Regions from separate parts of the Zea mays genome. Here region 2 is linked to region 1. The links are chromatin contacts, called in public Hi-C maps. All regions are on one chromosome and are shown on one strand. The core of a region is the stretch at or near the end of the contact, and the rest is flanking DNA. Distances in the headings are between cores, read along the strand shown. Region 1 holds the start of LOC100382420 (RNA polymerase II C-terminal domain phosphatase-like 2). Region 2 holds the start of LOC100285978 (pleckstrin homology domain-containing protein 1).

What was found. Hi-C and Micro-C count contacts between places; a contact is called where the count stands out from the background.
Region 2: a contact with region 1 is called in a Hi-C map of leaf, with 4 times the contacts expected there. The contact joins the promoter of LOC100285978 here to the promoter of LOC100382420 in region 1. A contact is called at or near these places in 5 of 25 Hi-C or Micro-C datasets (ear, leaf and tassel).

Annotation. Positions count from the first base shown.
Region 1 is chr3:182,664,262-182,668,930 of Zm-B73-REFERENCE-NAM-5.0, forward strand. It overlaps LOC100382420 (RNA polymerase II C-terminal domain phosphatase-like 2), which reads left to right and starts at 2,938. Exons shown (of 11, transcript NM_001175163.1): 1 at 2,938-3,443; 2 at 3,921-4,391; 3 at 4,669. The coding sequence starts at 3,087.
Region 2 is chr3:183,006,849-183,011,568 of Zm-B73-REFERENCE-NAM-5.0, forward strand. LOC100285978 (pleckstrin homology domain-containing protein 1) reads left to right here and starts at 3,381. Exons shown (of 1, transcript NM_001158867.2): 1 at 3,381-4,426. The coding sequence starts at 3,444. The coding sequence ends at 3,902.

The sequences.
Region 1 (4,669 bases), core at 1,688-4,187:
TTCTGTCAAGCCAAAGGTACAAATGCAATTCATTGTTATTAATGTTTGTACATGATGAGATAATGAGAATATAAATAATCTGACAATTCAATATAATTGCTCATATTATTTTCCATGTTTCATATGCTTCTTTACTTTCATCATTATGTGTTGAGATGATGAAGGTATGTCCTTCATAACCTTCATCTGAAGATCATTATATCCTTAGGGAGATAATGCTTCGAAGGACGAAGGTCTTTAACCATTAATATTTTGTGTTGCCTTGTTCTTAACTCATAGCACTTGAGAACAAGTCCCCAACAATTTGCTCTAAGTTTGTTCCTAGTTATGTAAGTGAGGTTAGAAGAGCCAACAAATCTCTCGGCTCTTGCGCGAGCCATTGTAATTATATCGAGTAGGGCGAGAGTCTTGCGAGACCACATCAATCGCGTTTGTGGTGTGGCCGCCACCGTGTACCGGAGGGAACGAGGTCTGTGGTGATTTGACGGGAAGCTCGATAGTGGAGACGGCGGGGAGATCCGAGAGGAGCCGGAAGCGGGGGCATCACTTGCGTGTGGAGAAGGCTCACGACTCTCTACGAAGTTGCTCGATCGTGGTGTTTAGCCCTCGCGTGGGCTACCCTTTGTGTAGGGGCACCAACAAGAATTAGTCGGGACCTTGCATGGTTTCGGATATCTCGGTAAAAATATAGGCATCATCCACGAGAGTTTGCATCTCTATCTTTGTTCTTTAGATTTTGCATTTACTTTAAGTACTTAAGTTTCAATCTCTCTATTCTTAGTTTAGATTTCTTAGGACTGGAACATAGGTTGCATAACTCCTTTTGCGGTAGAGATAACAACACTTATATAAAACCTAGTTTGCACATTCTAAATTACTTATTTGCATATATTTTGTTGTAGGGATTTATTTATGGCCTAAATTAGCGAGAATTTTAGAAGTCGTAATTCACCTCCTCTCTTAGGCGTCTGATGTTCCTTTCATATATCTTTCTAATCTTCTTACTAACATTGGTAAAAGTTAATTGCTAAAATTTAGTAGATACTCTGTTTGAATCCACAATTATGGCTCTATTTGAATGCACTAGAGCTAATAGTTAGTTGTTAATATTAATTAGAGACATCCAAACAACTCAATTAATAGTTTATCTCTTAGCTACTTTTAGTTGGATAAATCCAAACATCACAAGCTAATAGTCCAACTAAGAGTGAGTCCAAGAGACTATATATTCTCTCTAAATAATATGAATATAGTTTTTTGTCAAAAAAATTCAACAACTTATCTAAATAGTTATCTAGATATAACCAATTTTATCCTAGGTTTCTCGCTATCCAAAGATAGAAAACATAAATGGCTCTCTAGAGTGTAACCAAGATATAGAACAATTGTTGGAGATTGAAAAATATTACCCGCTCTCTAGAGTGTATTACCCGCTCTTGAGCAAAGTTGAGAAAAAGATTACCTTGACCTTTATGGTCGGCTAAGGGAGGATTATGGTTGAAAAAGACCCGACCCTTTGTAGGCTACTCAACGAGGAGTAGGGCACAATTACGATGTGCCCAGGATAAATCAAGTATTCTTGTGTTCTTACTTGTTTGAGCACATAGTTCATCTTGTTGTAAGCAATGATTCAAACGTTGCTTTGCGTGTGTGGATTGTGTGGAGTTGCTCCACTCATATTCACTATTTCTATCCCTCTATTATCTCAGCAATTTGTTCGATCTAAGTCGCTCTCATCAATTTCGTTGTTAGATTCAAATTTAGTGTCAACTTTGCAGTTGAACCGGCTTGCAACGATCGAACTGGTTTTATTGCTTAATTTGAAGTTTTAGTTGAAAAATTTAAAGTGTAGCATATTCACCCCTTTAGGCTACATACAAGAAAAAAACTAGTAGACAAAACGACCGCATACATCCTTCAATGGTATAAAGGATTTTTAAAAATAAAAAAAATCATTTTAGTGAAGCTAAAACTGGTCTGTAAGCTAAATACTTTCGCAAACTCTACAACTTTAAAAAAGCTGTCCAACTCTAAAATTCATGAAGCTAAACTCGTTTTTGTAAAGTTGAGTTATAGTGAACATCCACTTAAACATAGTCTTTGTTCCTAAAATAGCTTATCATATACTTTCTTCGTTCCAAAATAAAATTTATTTTAAAATGGAGTGAGTATTGGATAAGTGGGATTGACCATTTGGACGGTGACCAGAACACAAGGAATGGTGGTAGAGTCCCCCATTGACTTTGCTGCCATGCTAAGGATAAGTGGATAACATATGTCAACATCGAGGTTATGGCCCTTCGATCTTAAATCTTTGATGTCCTCTTTAACCGGATGGCTTGACATTTTTTAACTGTAATCAAATATATAAAAATATGAGTATTTATAATATATAATTTATATCAATAGATAGATATGAGAAATATAAATATTGTTAATAGTACAAATTTGAGATCTTTAACTGATAAAAATATTATAAAAATATTATAAAAATATTTATTTTAGAAGATAGTGAATATGTCTTTCTAGCGTCAAATCAGACTAGTGGACCTTTAGCCCGCAGGAAATTTAAGGGCTGCGCCGCATTGATGTGTTGTGAGTAAACCCGCTTTCACTCACGAATTATGGGACACGCACACTGCACACACAACCAGCCCTAGACGTGCCAAATCAGCAGGAAAGGGGATCATCCCGGACTCCCAGTGGCCGGTGCTCCCCACGCGGCGCACCGAGCCAGACGCGATCATGCGACACGAAAAGATAGTCACTGTCTCACTGACGCGTCGGCCCCGGTTCAGGATTCGACTTTTGGTCCGCGCGTCCACAGCCAGACCGGTGACCGGACCGATCCAACGGAACCATCCACCCGGCCGCCCGGTCCCAAAGTTCTCTATAAAACCGCAGCCGAGGCCCCCTTCCTGCGCTGCAAGCCTGCAAGCCCCTTCTCCGCCTTCATTCCCCAAACACCAAAACCCGGCTCCGCGTCTCCGCCGAAGCGGGAGGCGGGCGGGGGCAGGCACCTGTTCGCGCTGCGCGAAATTACACTCCCCCTCCCTCTCTTTTCTCACTCCGATTCCCCACTCGCGATGGCCGCGCCTCGACCCCCGCCGCTGGGGGCCCTGGGAGGCGTTGTCGGTGGCAGCGGTGGCGCCGCCCCCGCCGCCGGGGCGCCCGCCGGAGTCAGCATGCGGATGTTCCACGGCGAGTCGTTCCTTGGCGAGATGGAGGTCTTCCCGATGAAGCGGGACGGCGAGGGGGGCCTCCCTTTCCCGACCAACGAGATCCGCGTCAGCCACTTCTCGCCGGCGAGCGAGAGGTGCCCGCCTCTCGCTATCCTGCAGACCATCGCGCCCTTCTCCGTACGGTGCAAGTTGCAGACCAAGCTTACGCCTCCCAACCCGGGCCTCCAGCGCTTGTATCTCACTTGTTTCAACGAGTTCAAGGTTTGTCCCCAATTTTTGTGAACAACCGCGAATATGTGGTTTCGTCTTCACATGCCTGTAGACTGTAGTTTCTATGCACATTTGAAATAGAAGGAACGCACGCATTTCAATTTGAGCTTCAACTCTTAGGAATTTCTATTCACTGTATTTGTAATTCGTCGAAGAAGTATCAGGAGTTGAAGCATTTGCACATTTCATTCTGGGTCCATCTTAGGTGTTTTGGCTTGATGCGAGTATGTCATTCCCATGTCCATTTCAAATTGAAGCGGAAAACGTAACTACTGAGGTGGACAGGTGGTACTTGTACATCGTGAAACAAGTTTCATAGACTGAAGCATTTTGCGTATTTCATTTTGGGCTTTCATGGGTTGTGACTTGTGAGTTCCATATAGTTAGATTCAGGGATTGTTTCTCTTAATACAACTTTACACAGAACATTAAGATTTGTATAACACTTCCTCTCATTTGGCTGTGTAGAGTGCTGTGGTAGTAGTTGGGGATGAGGAGCTGCACCTGGTGGCAATGCCGACCAAATCAGGGAAGGTGCCATGCTTTTGGTGCTGCTCAGCACGCTCGGGGCTCTATGCAGCGTCCGTTGGCATGCTCAACTTGCGCTGTCTTGCCATTGTGTTTGATCTTGATGAGACCCTTATTGTTGCTAACACAATGAAGTCCTTCGAGGATCGGATCGAGATGCTCTCCCGCAGAATGGATGTCGAAGATGATCCTATCAGAATAGCAGGGATGTCTGCAGAAATCAAACGATATATTGAGGACAAAGAGCTTCTCAAAGAATTCATTGACATGGATACAGTTACGGACAATGGCAAAATAGTTGGAACCCAGAAAGAGGAGGTTCAACCTATGTCTGGTGGTCAGGAGCGTGTTTTCCGTCCAGTTATCAGACTGCCTGACAGGAATGCAATTTTGACTCGCATCAATCCAGAGGTATGTTTCAAAACTAGTAGAGTGAATTCCATTTCATGGGCTGCAATAGAGGCTTGTCTACTTTGGGGATACAATTTATTGACTCTACTAAGCTTTTTGAGATTTAATACAATACTATTGGACTGAGGCACTCAGCATAAATTCTTCTATGTTTGGAAGGTGACAGATATTTGGATATCTAGAGATTTAATTCTTTCATTCAACTTACTGTTCTCTGATTACTCTACCTTTTCCTGTTTAGTATCATCTTACCATTTACATGATATATTATTTTCAGA
Region 2 (4,720 bases), core at 2,131-4,630, 340 kb after region 1:
AGCCGGTAGTCCGCAAGCCACAGTTCCGGCCTCGCTTCCCCCGAGTACTTGGTGATAGTAGTCGAGGCTCGGAACCGGGTCGGGAACGACGCCCGTCATATGGCCCGGCTGAAGGCTTGCGGACCTGGTGGTTCGGGCGAGGGGCTCCAATCTTCCTCGCTGTCGTAGCGTCCCCCACGCCTGGGGTGGTAGCCTCGGCGTACCTTCTCGTCGAGGCGGGCTCGACGGTCGCGACGATGGTGCTCGTTGCCGAGGCAACCTGGGGCTGCAGGCGTCGCGTCCCGCGTGCGCCCGGTGTGGACCGAGGCTTCCCGCATGAATTGGGAAGTCGATGCGCGATGCTCCGGGGGGCACCCTTGCCTTAGAGAGGCAGAGCTCTCGGCCCGTTGGACCACGGCATCCTCCAGGAGATTCTTGAGTTCTCCCTGGATACGCCGCCCCTCGGTGGTGGATGGCTCCGGCATTGCTCGGAGCAGCATTGCCGCTGCAGCCAGGTTCTGGCCGACCCCGCTGGAGGCCGGGGGCAGCCTTGCCCTAGCTTCGTTAGTGATATGGCGCTGGACGTCCCGGGCCCGATGACACGCCTCTCCGGCGAGTGCTCGGCCTGCCCACTCCTGCTCGATGTTTTGCCGGAGCTGCACAAGTTGTCCTGCTTCCTCGTCGAGCTTGGCCTGCATCTCGCGGATTTGCTCGAGCTGTGTGTCCTGACCCCCCGCAGGGACTGGGACCACAGCTAGCTCCCGCAGGATGTCAACGCGAGGTGCAGGCCTAGGGGGATTGTCATCCTCCGGCATACCAAGGTGGTTGCCTTCGTCGAGACCCCCTAGATCGACGTGGAAACATTTGCGACTTGGGCCACAACCCTCGTTGTCAAGGTCGTGGCCATTATCGGAGCAATCGGAGAGGCAGTAGTCACATGCGGTCATGAAGTCTCGCATGGTACTGGGATTACCGAGCCCGGAGAAATCCCAACCAGAGTCGGGCTCGTCTTCTTCCTCGGAACCCGTGGGCCCGTAGGTCGAGACGGCCGTCAGTCAGTCCCAGGTTGACCACATATGGTACCCCGGAAGGTTAGGATATGCCTTTATGAAAGCGCTCACCGAAGCGGGGTCGCTTGGTGGATCGAAGCTGAATCTAAAAGGCACAGGGTGGAAAACGGACGGTACCTCTCAATCGATGGACGGTGACGAAGTCGCGTCGGGGACAGACTGCATCGTTATCTCAGGTACAAGGCTAATGCCCAGCAAGTCCTCCGCGAGAGTGCTGGCGTCATTTGTCCGCTTGGGGTTGGCACGTTGTGGGGAAACAACACTCGCCGTCGTCTCAGGCGTGAGGTCAACGCCCGACATGTCCCCCGCTGGGGTGCCGGCGTCGTCGACTCGCTCGACAGCCGACGAGGTGCCGCCTCCTGCCTGGCCACGGTTGCCCCGCCTCCTCCTCCTGTGGCGAGGAAGGTGGCGGGACAAACCCGGATGCTGCTCTTCCACCATGGGGGGAAGACGTCGCCGAGTCCGCCGCCGCCGGGCGAGCTGACGGCCGTCGTTGTCGCTGTTGCGCTGCGGGGGAAGGAGTACCATGTCGTAGCTGCCGTCGAGGGACATGAACTCGAGACTCCCGAAACGGAGCAGCGTCCCGGGCTGAAGAGGTTGCTGGAGACTACCCATCTGGAGCTCAACGGGAAGTTGTTCGTCAACACGCAGCAGGCCCCTACCTGGCGCGCCAACTGTCGACGTTTCGACCCCGGGGGGTCCCTGGGCCGACAAGTAAAATTGTCGCTGCGTGTCCCAGCCCAGATGGGTTGGCGCGAGATGGAACACAAGGGGGGAAGAACGCGGCTCGTGTTATCCTGCGCCAGGGGGATGCGCTTGCAGTAGGGGTTACAAGCGTTCGCGAGGGAGAGAGAGCGAGCTTGTTCGTCAGCCCGTCCTCCCACGCGACCACCCTCTCGTATGTGGGCCCTGGACCTTCCTTTTATAGATGCAAGGAGATGGTCCAGGTGTACAATGGGGGTGTAGCTATACGCTAACGTGTCCGGCAGAGAGGAGCCAGAGCCCTATGTACATGCCAACGTGGCTGTCGGAGAGGTGCTAGAGCCCTGTGTACGCGGTGTCGTGGCCGTCGGAGGAGCACTTGAGCCCTGTAGAAGCACAGCTGTCGGGGCTGCTGGGACTTTGCTGACGTCTCCTTGCTTTCGTAGGGGGCTAACAACTGTCGTCGTCATGGACGCACGCGAGGAGCCATCATTACTTGTTACAGGGGCGAGCCTGGATGGGACGTCGGTCTTGTTCCCCCGTAGCCTGAACTAGCTAGGGGTAGGGTAATGATGTACCCCCTCGTGGTGTGGTCAGTCCGAGCCCAAGGTCGGGCGAGGCGAAGACTCCTCCTGAGGCCGAGGTTGGGCGAGGACGCGATTCTTCCCGAGGTCGAGGTCGAGGCCGAGCCCTGGGGTCGGGCGAGGCGGAGACCACCTTTCGAGGCCGAGGGCGAGGCCGAGCCCTGGGATCGGGCGAGGCGGAGACCTCCTCCTGAGGCCGAGGCCCAAGGTCGGGCGAGGTGGAGCTTCCTGTTGCGCCTGAGGCTGGACTTAGCTGTTGTCAGTCTCACCCTGGCGAGTGGCACAGCAGTCGGAGAGGGGCGAACGACGTTGTTTTCCTGTCAGGTCGGTCAGTGGAAGGGCGAAGTGACTGCGGTCACTTCGACCTTGCCGACTGAGGCACGTGTGTCAGGATAAGGTGTCAGACGATCCTCGCATTGAATGCGTCTGCGATGCGGTCGGTTGGTGAAGGCGAGTTGGCCAAGGTTGCTTCACAACGAAGCCTGCCCGAGCTGGGCTTCGGGCGAGTCGAGGGTGCGCCCGTTGCTTGAGGAGACCCTCGGGCGAGGCGTGAATTCGCCTGGGACTACTGTTCCCGCCCGAGGCTGGGCTCGGGCGAGGCGAGATCGCGTCCCTTGAGTAGACGAAGCCTTGACTTGAATTGCGCCCATCAGTCTCTGCAGTTTGTGCTGATGGTGATTACCAGCCGTGTTTAGGAGTGTTGGGTACCCCTAATTATGGTACCCGACAGTATGTGCTCCTAAACCCCTTTTGGTTTAAAATACCATGGTACCACGATATTGTCTTGAAAATAAGAAAATATTATGTTTCCAAACAAATCCTTATTTTGTAATATAAACAGGTTTAAAACAGGGTGTGATATGTGTCTCGATAGAAAAACGGTATCATAATAATCCTATAGAATAATTAGATATATACCATTAAAAAATTATAACTTTAGATATACATCATTGGCATTTGCACCCCACGTATAAGCGAGATAGCAATGGTATATATATAAAGTTATAATAGATCCAAATTTCACTAATCCTAAACCAACCCCTTCGCGAAAAGAAGAAAAGAACGGTGGTCGCCTACCCGATCGGATCCCAAAATTCTCCACAACCCCATGGCGGCGAGTTTGTGGCGGGCGGTGATGGGCACCGGCGCGGCGTCCACGAACACCACCGACTCCTCGGGCGGCGGCGTTGAGTTCTGGCGCGCCCCGGAGCGCGTGGGTTGGCTGACCAAGCAAGGCGAGTATATCAAGACATGGCGGCGGCGGTGGTTCGTGCTCAAGCAGGGGCGGCTCTTCTGGTTCAAGGAATCGACCGTCACGCGCGCTTCCGTGCCCCGCGGTGTCATCCCTGTCGCCTCCTGCCTCACCGTCAAGGGCGCCGAGGACGTCCTCAACCGACCCTACGCCTTCGAGCTCTCCACGCCGCGCGAGACCATGTACTTCATTGCTGACACCGAGAAGGAGAAGGAGGAGTGGATCAACTCCATCGGGCGCTCCATCGTCCAGCACTCCCGCTCCGTCACCGACGCCGAGGTCGTCGACTACGACAGCCGCCCTGGCGACAAATGATTGATTTGTGAGCCGGTCACACCTGTTACTCTGCAGCGTCTCTATGCTACTTTATCTCTGCAGCGTCTCTATGATAATTAGTGCCTGTTTGGTTTGTGCTAATTATGTCATGCTTTGCCTAATGTTAGTCGTTTCAATTAAATAACTAACCTTAGACAGAAAAGTTAGTCAAAGTGTGGTAAGCTAGGACATGTTTGGTTTGATGACTAAATTATCACATTTTGTGTAACTTTTATGTTTAAGATTAGTTTTTCAATTTGAACGACTAAGCTTAGACAAAGTGTGGCGCAGTTAGCCACGAACCAAACAGGTCTTTAGTCACCGAACCAAACAAGCCCTTAGTTAAACAGGTTTTTAGTCACCGAACCAAACAAGCCCTTAGTTTCACACTTGTTATTGTTGTTTTGTGGATGTATGATCTGTGTATTTGTATAATATTTTGGTCATTGGGGAATAAGTTCGGCATCTTATGTATAGCGTGCTATCTGATACAGTACTGCATATCAGTTGTCTACTTTCAAATTTGTGCACTGCCCGTTTGATTTGTTTGGTCAATCGTTTATAGTATTTGGTTACACCTCCGGACGTGTGAACTTACAGCAATCCAACAAGAAAATTTTATTGCTGCTTTTAAATTGCTCCTTTTGAGTGTCATATTAACATAAACCCATGAAATTACTTGCTCCTGTTGGCTTTGAACCATACTTGAATTTTATCTCATTTAGTTGATGAAATCTTGGTTTGCCTATTCTAACAACTATGTTTCCTTGACCACGATGATCTCAGAGCAGTTATCTGCTTATTCAGGAAAAACCTCT